Regions from separate parts of the Mus musculus genome. Here region 1 is linked to region 2. Evidence: chromatin contacts called from public ChIA-PET data. All regions are on one chromosome and are shown on one strand. The core of a region is the stretch at or near the end of the contact, and the rest is flanking DNA. Distances in the headings are between cores, read along the strand shown. Region 1 overlaps Gm42312 (a long non-coding RNA gene). Region 2 holds the start of Haus6 (HAUS augmin-like complex, subunit 6).

Region 1 (5,733 bases), core at 2,579-5,078, 110 kb before region 2:
AGGGTCTGGGCTGCCCTTCCCTTAGATAATCTAGACATTGAGTCCCTGGATATGGATTAATAATCCAGTCCCCATATAATCCAGACATTTTAGTCTCCTCACTCACTCTCTCTCCTTCTCTCTCTTCTTTTCCTTCTCTTCGCTCTGCTTGCATGCCCTCTCTCTCTCTCTCTCTCTCTCTCTCTCTCTCTCTCTCTCTCTCTCTCTCTCTCTCTCTCTCTCTTTCCCCTCTCCCTGGCCTCTGTCATTGGGACCATTGAACTCACTCAAGAATAGTTTCCCAATAAACCTGCCTTGTTTTGCCTTTAATCTGGCTTGAACTGGTTTATTTCAGGGGTGGAGAAATAATTTATCACATGGTGCCAAAACCCAGGAGGAGTTGAGTTCCCAGTTGGTGGCCCAGGTCTTTCCTAGCCACGCGGTGACTGGCTAAGAAGACTGGCTGCTTTACTAAAGGATCTGGGTTCAATTCCCAGCACCCACATGACATCTCACAACTGTTTGTAACTCCAGTTCCAGGACCCAACATTCTCAAACAGACATATATGCAGGCAAAACACCAATTCAAACACAGAAAAATAAATAAATTGAAAATGTGTTGCCCATTTACTTAAGAACTTTGAGCCAAGTGTGATAACATATATCATTTATCCAACACTCAGGAGGCAAGAGGTGGTAGATCTCTGTTAGTTGGAGGCCAGCCTGCTCTATATAGAGAGTTCTAGGTTAGCTAGACCTGTGTTTTAAAAAAGGAAAAGAGGAAGAGGAGGAGGAGGAAGAAGAAGAAGAGGAGGAGTGAAGAAGGAAAGAAGGAAGAAGCCTGTCATGGTGTCACAATAGGGACTTGCTGTTAGCACTACCTACCTGCCTCATTTTTTACTTTGTTCATTTTCTAATTTCTTGTTTTTGAGTCAGGACATTGTGTAGTACAGGCCTTGAACTTCTTATATAGCCAAGACTGGTCTTGAACTGATCGTTGATCACCTTGTCCCCATGCACCCAATGCTGGCTTTATCAGTGTATTCTGACATGGCTGTCCTTCAGTTCCATCTCCTTTGGTAAGGCTCGTTTCCTCCTCCGCCTCCTCTTCCTCTTCTTCCTTCTCCTCTTCCTCCTCTTTTTCCTCCTCTTCCTCCTCCTCCTTCTCTTCCTCTTCTTCGTCTTTCTCCTCCTCCTAAATGATCTATCCCAGCATCTATTTCATTGTTCTCTGATCATAAGGACCCACACCAATACTTTGAGGTTCTATCAAAATGTAGTGGAAAAGAGAAAACAAAGTAAAACCAAGCCCATTTCTTTCTGCCCTCCTAAATTCCCTATCTGAACCTGAAAAACAGACAAAAGATTTGAGTTGCTAAGAGTCTAGAGTGATTAAGAGTTAATCTCCTTTTCCAGGATGAGAGAGGGAGACACTTTTACAAATGGAAAAAAATATTTTTGAGACAGGGCTTTTGTTATGTAGTTCTATTTGTCCTGAAACTCTGTGCTGGCCTTGAACTCACAGAGATTGCCTGCCTTTGCCTTCCAAGTGCTAAGATTAAAGACATGAGCACCACCATGTTCAGTTTATAAATGAAAACGTAAATCCCAATTTAAGTCAAATATACAAAGGGCAGTTTCTCACAATGCAACCTGCACAAAGCAACCATTTTCCAGAATAGCAAACTTAGAATGGCAAATTCCCATCCCCTGTGATGCAGCTTACTATATCAACAAACACTGGGGCATTGGTAGTACTTGCTCTCAAGTGGGTTTGTTTGTTTGTTTGTTTGTTTGTTTGTTGGAGACATGAGACAGGGTCTCACTTTGTAGCCCTGGCTGGCCTGGAACTCACTAAGTAGACCAGATTCACCATGAAGTCCCAAAGATCTGCCTCTGAGTACTGGGATTAAAAGTGTGCACTACCATGCCTACTGTCAAGTGAGCTATTAACCTTGCTTGATTGGTGAATTGAAGATTACATTTTCAAATGTCCCTTTGCATGTCTCATGTAATGAACCATTGTAGAGGAATGTGCCTGACTCTAAAGAAATGGTCATGGTGGAAGAACCAGTCTTACAACGTGGGATTATGTCTAGAAAATGTTATAGATCCACATTAGCATGTGCCTCAGAAAATGACCTCATCCAGTTACTGATGAAGCAACTGAAGAACAAAACAGCAATGTTGTGATTATGCAACCTTGAGCAATTTGCTTATCTTCTCGATTTTTTAATCTCTTGAGTTGATCTCACTATCACCTATACCTCAGAGGAGTCTTGTCAGGAATAAATGAGACGATGCAAGAGAAACAGAGAGTTTCTGTTTCTGTTTGGCCACATAAATCATCAAACAAATAGACTGTAGCTTTAAATGTGATAAAAGGGTTCTGATTAACCATTAACTTACATATATGGGTTTTTGCCTGTGTGTATGTCAGTGCATCACATGTGTGGTTAGTCCCCATGGAGGCCAAAAGAGTTGGTGTTGGGTGCCCTAGGCATAGAGTTACAGTGGTTGTAAGCTGCCATGTAGATGCTGGGACTCACTGAATCCTGGGTACTCTGGAAGAGCAACCTGTATTTTTTTTTTTTTTGGTTTTTCGAGACAGGGTTTCTCTGTATAGCCCTGGCTGTCCTAGAACTCACTTTGTAGACCAGGCTGGCCTCGAACTCAGAAATCCACCTGCCTCTGCCTGGGATTAAAGGCATGTGCCACCATGCCCCGCCTACAATCTGTATTCTTAACTGCTGAGCCTGAGGGTCTCTGTTGTGATGCATTCAATCAAATACAAGCCCCTATGCATGCTGCGCAAACAAACACTCTATCACAAAACTACAGGTCCAACTAGGTGGCCCCTCTCCCTCTCCCTCCCCCTCCCCCTCCCCCTCTCCCTCCCCGTTCCCCCTCCCCCCTCCTCTTTCCTCCCTCCCCAGGCCTACTTCTCAACAAGGTGGAGCTTTACCTAGTCTAGATTGGAACTCAAGATCCTTCTGCTTGAGTAGCTTGGATTACAGATCTCTGACTCAGCTCCACCAAGTCTCAGTTTGGCTACTCTGTGAACTGAGAAGGACAGAACAAGTAAGTGAAATACCAGGGAGCCTTAGCATTCCTCAGAGAACTCCAGCAAAGGGAAGAGAACACTATACAAGCCAAATACCTGCCCTTCTTTATGGGAATTTACATAGCTCTCATCCTTTCTTTCCTTCTTTCTTTCTTTCTTTCTTTCTTTCTTTCTTTCTTTCTTTCTTTCTTTCTCTCTCTCTCTCTCTCTGTCTTTCTTTCTTTCTTTCTTTCTTTCTTTCTTTCTTTCTTTCTTAATTTATTCATTTTGCCTGATGATACATGCCTTTAATCCCAGCAGCTGGGTGGCAAAGACAGGTGGGTCTCTGAGTTTGAGGCCATATTAGTCCACAGAGTAAATTCCAGGACAGCCAGGGCTACACAGAGAAATCCTGTCTCAAACAAAATTTATTTGTTTGTTTGTTTGTTTGTTTGTTTATTTGATGCATGTGTGTGCTGGCATGTGTTTTTGCACACCACATGGGGCCAAAGGGCATCAGATGCCCTGGATCAGAAGCCCTGGTTGTGAGATGCCTGATGTGAATACTAGGAATGCAGCCCAAGTCTTCTGAAAGAGCAGTAAGTACCCTCAACACTCTAGCCTTCTCTCTAGTCCCTGGCTTTCATTTTTCTTATATTTTGTGTTTCTGTTATAGCTCTGCCAAACAGGGCTGGAGAGGTAGCTCAGTGGTCAAGAGCACTCTTTGCTCTTCCAGAAGTTCCAGGTTAGGTCTAATAGCCATATTAGGTGGCTCACCGCTGTCTGCCACTGCATTTTCAGGGGATCTAAGGCTCTCTGGCCGCCACCGACATTTGCATAGTGTTGCACATAAACTCATGCATGCATGCACACATACACACAAATAAGGATAAATAAATCTTTAACCAAAAAAAGAAAAAAAAAAAAGACTTGTGCCAAATAAATAACAAAACTAGTTACAAAATTATCTTCAAGGTTCTTTCAGCTCAGGAGTCTGAGGTTTTGCAAAGTTCACAGTTTCTGTTGCTATGGTTTCAAAACAAAGCCAAGGCTTTTAATGTTTTCAGGATAAAACCAACTTATGCCTGTAGGCAGAGAGCCAGGACATAACTCTAGGTCTCCTGACACTAAGGAAGAGATAGGATAATCTTTCTGGGCTCATGGAACTGGACCAAATAATTCATATTTGGTAATAGCTGTGGCTATTCCTGTGCTCTGCTTATGGGGAAACAAATTCTCTATTTTTGCTTCTTAATTTGTATTTTCTCCTTAGTGCCGGGGACCAAACAGAACCCAGGACTTTAGAGAAAAGATCTCTAGCACTGATTTAATCCACAAACTGCCTTTGAGTATAAGGAGTGAGTCTCTTTGGCTTGCTGGTGAGTACCCTATCTGTGATTATCATATTTATTACCCAATACTTTCCTAGGTAACTGTAGCTTCATGTTTGCTGAGTTCCACCTTACTGATAAAGAAGACATGGAGGAGAGATTTCACCATTGCTTCTACTCAGATTGTTTTACCCAACTTATTTATTGAATACTTTACTTTTTTATTTGACTTTGTGTATTATGCATGTGTATGTACATTTTGTGTATGTATTTATGTACGTGTGTATGTCGGGGTTTGGGGTGCCCATGCCTGAGCATATAGAGGCTAGATTCAAAGTCGGTATCTTTCTCAATCTTTCACCACCTTATTCTTTCAGACAGGCTCGCTGGCTAGACTAGTCATTCAGCTAGACTGGCTGACCAGCGAGCCCTTAGGTTCCTCTTGCCTCTCAGTCCCCAGGAAGCAGGTTCGAAGTGCGTCCAATCACACTAAAATTTTAATATGGCTTCTGTGGATTCAAACTTGGGTCCCCATGTTTGCTTTTCTGACCGATCCTCTTCCCAGCTTGCTCTTTGTTATTATTGATTTTATATATGTGGGTATTTTGCCTGCATGTGAATATATGCATTACATTTTGTGTCCAAGTTGACCTGATGAGAATATTGGATTCCCTGGAACTGGAGTTACAGATGGCTGTGAGTCACCACGTGGGTGCTTGGAATCTAACCCAGGGCCTCTGCAACAGCAGCAAGTTCTCTTAAACACTGAGATACCGCTTCAGTCTTTATTCTTGCTTTTAAAAGTAGATGACAAAGTAAATAGGTTCCCATCTGGGAATTGCTTCATTTTGGTTGAGCCTTCTCGCCTCATTCCTTCCTCTCTCTCTGCCCCGGTTCTTTGTCTACTCTACTCTTTGGCCCTTCTGTTCTTCCTTCTGCTTTATCCTCCTGTGTTTTGCCACCCTTTCCCTTAAAGTCTCTATGTGCTGACCAAGGCCCCCTTCAAGATTCCTGGCCTTTGCCCACATTTATTGCTTAGATACACATATTTTTTTAAAAAAATATTTTTGAGATTTACTTTTTTAAAGTTTTATTTGAATGGTTGTTTTGCCTGCACGTATGTCTATATTCCATGTGTGTGCAGTACCTATGTAGGCCAGAAGAGAACACTGAATTCCCCTGGAACTAAAGTTGCAAACTATTGTGAGCCATTATGGGGGTATTAGGAATTGAACCTGGGACCTCTGGAAGAACAGCCAGTGCTCTCAACCACTGATCCACCACTCCAGCCCTCAATACACATATCTTATAGCTAGAAGTTAGGGTCTGCATATGGGAAATACATATTATTTTTCTTTCTGAATCAGAATTGTTTTTCTA
Region 2 (5,329 bases), core at 2,056-4,555:
TTCCTGTCTTTCTCCTTCAATCCCATGTCATGCTGGTGAATCCCCACATCTGGTTCTTCTCCCAGAAACTCTCTCTCTGCTAAGAAGTTCTGCCTTTCCTCTCCTGGCAGCTATTGACTTTCATATTTTTATTAAATCAACTAGTAAGTGAGGAAGGTATTACAAAATATTGGGGTAGGTGATAATTTGTAAGAATAACAAAACCAAAATGTGGACAGTACTCAGCTATCTGCTGGTACAGCATTCAATATTTGAATATACAAAGACAACCTTCACACAATGCACGAAAAGATTATATCAACAACTGAATTTGTGAGGTTAGTGGCACAAAACATTGCTGGTCACAAAACAGTATCAAGTATTAAGTAGCTAAATATATTCTATAAACTAAAATATAAATACATATTTTAGTAACTATGAATGTCCTTTTTGCCCAGGTCATGGTCACAAAGTATGATTTCTCACTAAAGCAGGGGTTCTGGAAGAAATGGCTGATTTCAGGTCTGCACAGGAACTGCCCAAAATGAGCCTTCAATTTCTTGGAAATTTGAGTAAGTCCTCATTGTCCAAATAAAGGATAATTTGAATATTTATATGGATAACAAATCCAGCAAATTGAATCCTGTACATCTGTGTAGTTCCACAAATTCATGTGTGAATATATGAGATGTGGAGGGGTTGGGCTTCAAGGTTAGGAGGTTGAGATTATGGAAGTGTTAGAGCAAAATTGACAACATAAAGGGTTTTATACCATGAGCAGAATGGAAGACAGACTTAAACAAGGTCAGTTAACTGAGAGGCTGGGATATTTAAAAAGTCACCTATGTGGATAATAATCAAACACCAAAACTTCCTGTGAGCAATGTCAGATCTTAGAATGAACTCTGGTGCTTTGGAAAGCTTACAGATGGCCTCCTTGCAAACTACAGGAACTTAATTTTACAGGAACTGGTGCTTTTAGTAAGTCAGGAGGCAATAACTGCTTGATATGGTAATGTGAAATATGATAGTTCCCTACCTCGAAGGACTTGTTATACAAGGGATGTTCGAGAAAGAATAGCCAGAAGTTCAGGGTGCTGGAAGGGGAAGCTGTATACTTAGGTGAAGGGAGCCTCCTAGCCTGGAGAGTGTAGTGGTGGAGTCATAGAGTAGGACTCTGGTGATGGCTTTAAAGTCTGAGGTCTTGGGGCTTTCTAGCTCTCTAACTGTACTGAAATGCTGATGATAACTTCTAAAACGTCCTTCTGAGGGTAAAAGACTGCTGGTTTAGGTGATTAATAACTGTAGCCTAACAGCAGAGGATTAAACAATGTGCCTTTGTTCCATCTCGGCAGGAACTGCTGGGCTCTAACTTTCAGCCTGCTAGTCAGAAGTCACAGGAAGAAAAAGGGACACTTAGAAAAGTTATTATAGCATTTATTACTAAGTTGTAAAAAGTTTCCTATGGAAGCCATCTAAGGGGAAAAGCGAAAAGATCCTAAGTGGGAAAAGGAAAAGGGAAAAATTCTTCTAAGGGGGGAAAGGCAAAAAATTCTAGTCTAAGTGGGGAAAGGCTTTAAAAAATTCTTCTTTCTCATTTGTCTTCAGTACCTATACATCTTTCAGAATACATGATCACAAAGTTCACACAAAAAATCAAATCATAAATTGAAATAGAAGTTTACAATAGAGAATGTCTACATTCGTATCCATTAGGAATAATTTTCTGGCTAAACATCCATCACCTGTCTCAGCTCCACAGGTTCACTGAAGGTTTAAAACCATAACTAAGTTATTAGTGAAGTTTTGTATAGATAAACCCAGTCAATATTTTATCTTCTGTCCTAGCACCTATAATAAATCATTAGTTCCCTTTATATGACTTTTGGTTAATTGTTTTATCACCTCTTGGAATGTGCTCTGAATAGGAGAAAATCTGGTTACCATCTAAGAACTGGTAACATGTGGAAAATTGGCCGAGTTCTCATTGCAGTTTTGACTATCAAAAACGACTTAATAGGAGTCCCAGTAAAAATGAGCTTAATAATCACAGATAAAATTTTAGGAATTCTTATAGGATCATCATGATGACTTAAGTCATCTATTTGTCTATATGGCATCACTACAAGACAATACATCTTCATGGATCTGCAGAGATCTGCTCCAAAGGGGTGTGCTACTACTTAGTGATTGTTATATATTTTTAATAATAACAGGAAAAGCAATATTAATAGCAGGAATCTTCCCTAAAATGAATTCCTTACAGCCTTGCTTAATAAGGGTGCACCTGTCGCAGGTCATCTAATAATCCGAAGTAGACCACTTCAGGATGATGCTTGTCCCATTATGACTCCTGACACTCAGCAGAGAGACAGACTTTGTTGTAGTTGTTATTCGAGATAGGGTTTCTCTGAATAGCTCTGGCTGTCCTGGAACTCACTCTGTAGACCAGGCTGGCCTGCAACTCAGAAATCCGCCTGTCTTCTCCTCCCAAGTGCTGCCCGGTGAGAGACAGATTTCTAGTACAGCAAGTTGAAGTATGGCTGGTGGTGCCTCCCACAAAGATGGAGAGCATTCCAGAATTAGGAATTCAGGGTCATCTTCCTTTGGGAAGGGAGTTCAAGGCCAGAGGAGGCTAAAAGAAATCTCGACTTGCAACCTCCACGACCAAAGAAACATTTGATAATAAAAATTTTGCCAAGCACTCTAGATGAGGTGATCAATGAACAACTCCATCGGCCCCTGTGACTCTTGCCCATTAATTCATATAGTAGGAAGGCAGGTACAGTCTTCGACGCCAGACTGCGCTACATAAAGTTAGAGCTACATAGCAAGATCCTGCCTTTTTGGTTTTGCTTTGTTTTATTTCGAGACAGGGTTTCTTTGTGTAGCTCTGGCTGTCCCGGAAATCAGTAGTGTTCTCGAACTAACAAAGTTCTTCTCCTCTGAGTACTGGGATTAAAGGAGTACACCGCTGCCTCCACCGGACAAGACCCTGTCTTAAAATAAAGGAAAAGATGATTTGTTTAGGGCCATACACCTGCATCACTCACTATAAGGAGCTACAATGTAGCTTTTACTGAACAGCAATCACAACCCGAGCAACAGAAACCTAAAACGCAAAGAATCCGGAACTAAGGCCGGGAGGGCTCTAGAAAACACCCGGTTTCCGGACCTTGGGGCAATTGGCTGGTCACGCAATGCTTTGTGGGTCTTATAGTTTCTCTCAGGGACTTCATGTGCCCGGAGACAGGGATGCATTGCATGGTGGGAGATTGAGTCCTCTTAGGAAGACCAGTCCCGGAAGTCGGGACTGCGCCTGCGCCTGCGCAGTGTAGTCTTCCGCAAGCGCGGGAGTCTTGGTTTGCGTGGAGCGCTGCAGTCACTGTCTGTTTTTCTGGGCGCGTTCGGCCTTTTGTGGTGGGATGGCTCTCGGAGAGGAGGCAGCGGGCGGCCGCCGCAGAGGGGTTGTCGTCACCCCGGGATGCCTGTAGGAGGGGTCCAAGGGTCCTCACGGCTTCGGTGCCTTCGTTTTCCTCCGTCACAGTCGCCCTGCCCGTGGAAAGCATGAGCTCGGCCCGGGACTCCGCTTTCGAGAAGCAGCATCTCTGGATGTACCTGCAGGCGCTGGGCTTGGATCCGAGCTCCAGCATCACGTTCGGCGGGAAGATGGTGCCGCACGCGCACCTTGGAGAGTAAGGAGATCTGGGGCGGTGGCGCGGTCCTTGGCGTCCAGTCACTGGCGGCAGAACCCTGTGGTGGGGGACTGGTCGTCACCAGTGTAAGGGATGCGGGTGCGGGACGCTTTAGAGGCGTGCTCTGCAGTTGAGGCACAACGGCGGGCCCGCTTAACCCTGCCTTCGTGGTCTGTAGTTGGTGGGAGGCGTCGGGGAACTATATATGCAAACATCTTATAAGTAGTTAACTGTGGGTTTAAACTTTGAATCCGAACTAAAACATGTTACAGCTAGCAAAAACATAATAATGTGTGGGAATGAAAATCAAAAGCCGATACCCTTTCCTTTGCCACTTCAGTTATGGTTGCGATCACAAAAAGAAATACTTTGTTTATATTTGTATACTTTAGACACGAGCTTCCGGTTTCAGGCCCCCTTTCCTCCTTATAATTTAATGGAAAGAATGATTCTATTATTACTATATCACCATCATCACCATTATTACTATTTTTTTTTTTCGAGACAGGGTTTCTCTGTATAGCCCTGGCTGTCCTGGAACTCACTTTGTAGACCAGGCTGGCCTTGAACTCAGAAATCCGTCTGCCTCTGCCTCCCAAGTGCTGGGATTAAAGGCGTGCGCCACCACCGCCCGGCTACTATTATTTTTATTTTGAGACAAAACCCCCCTCTCTGTAGTAATGGGAGGTGTGCTGGGATTTTAATTCCATCGCCTTGCTCCTCCAGATTGCTGTTTTGCTTGCTTGTATGTCTTGTGTGAGGTTGTCAGATCTTCTGGGACTGGAGTTACAGTTTAGATCTGCCATGTGGATTCTGGGAATTGAACCCGTGTCTTTTTGGAGGCGCAGACACTGTTAGTAACCTGAGACATCTCTCCAGTCTCAATGAATTTTGTCTTTTGTTTGATTTTTGTTTTTGTTTGTTTGTTTATTTTTCAAGACAAGGCTTCTGGACCTCTTTTTGTGGACAGGCTAGCCTTGAACTCAGATACCAGCCTGCCCTTGCCTCTTATGTGCTGGGGATTAAAACGTCCCACCAACCATCCCTAGTTAAATTAACTTTGTTTTGTTTTTTGATGCTTTAGACATTTTTATGCAACCTCAGTTAAGTAGGTATATGATAGTATGCAATCATTCACTTGTAGTAGGTTATACATGTTATTTTAAAGCAATTCCATGGCATACATGTAATTTTACTATTAGGGACGAAAGTAAATTTGCATACTAAAGGATGCTCCCCCATTTTTTTCCTTTGAGATGGATGATTATATACCATGGCCTCCAGCTCTGTTTGCCTCTCTTGCTTAAGTGTTGATATCATGTTAACTTTTGGTTGATGCATTTTCAGAAACTTTTGCTGCTGTTACATTTCAGCCCTCACATAACTATGCTACCAGAATAGGGTGATGAAGTTTCCAGAAACAGGGCTGGCTGGGCATGACGGTGCATGCCTTTAATCCCAGCACTCGGGAGGCAGAGGCAGGTGGATTTCTGAGTTCAAGGCTAGCCTGGTCTACAGAGTGAGTTCCAGGACAGCCAGGGCTACAGAGAAACTCTGTCTCGAAAAGAAAAGGAAAGAAAAGAAAAGAAAAGAAAAGAAAAGAAAAGAAAAGAAAAAAGAAACCGGGCTGGAGACAGTTTCTGTTATGTTCCTCA

Evidence for each region. ChIA-PET counts read pairs in DNA pulled down with a chosen protein or histone mark.
Region 1: a contact with region 2 is called in an RNA polymerase II ChIA-PET map of memory CD8 T cells, with 161 read pairs. The contact joins the enhancer-like site here to the promoter of Haus6 in region 2. A contact is called at or near these places in 11 of 39 promoter capture datasets (the 3T3-L1 cell line, the C10 cell line, the HPC-7 cell line and 6 more), 1 of 15 datasets of contacts at CTCF or cohesin (the NIH/3T3 cell line), 3 of 484 Hi-C or Micro-C datasets (embryonic stem cells, stem cell-derived neural progenitor cells and stem cell-derived primordial germ cell-like cells), 15 of 115 datasets of contacts at active chromatin or transcription factors (CD8 T cells, the SCID.adh cell line, bone marrow-derived macrophages and 7 more) and 3 of 9 other capture datasets (adipose tissue, liver and macrophages).

Annotation. Positions count from the first base shown.
Region 1 is chr4:86,715,771-86,721,503 of GRCm38.p6, reverse strand. All of the region lies in intron 2 of Gm42312 (a long non-coding RNA gene), which reads right to left. Among named protein-coding and RNA genes, the nearest start is that of Gm42312, 7.6 kb to the right of the region's middle. Within about 2 kb of position 3,828, at least 37 of the 459 cell types and tissues checked have an H3K27ac peak or open chromatin away from gene starts, as enhancers often do. A contact at or near this core is called in adipose tissue, bone marrow-derived macrophages and memory CD8 T cells, where this site is marked.
Region 2 is chr4:86,610,031-86,615,359 of GRCm38.p6, reverse strand. It overlaps Haus6 (HAUS augmin-like complex, subunit 6), which reads left to right and starts at 3,305. Exons shown (of 17, transcript NM_173400.3): 1 at 3,305-3,674. The coding sequence starts at 3,547.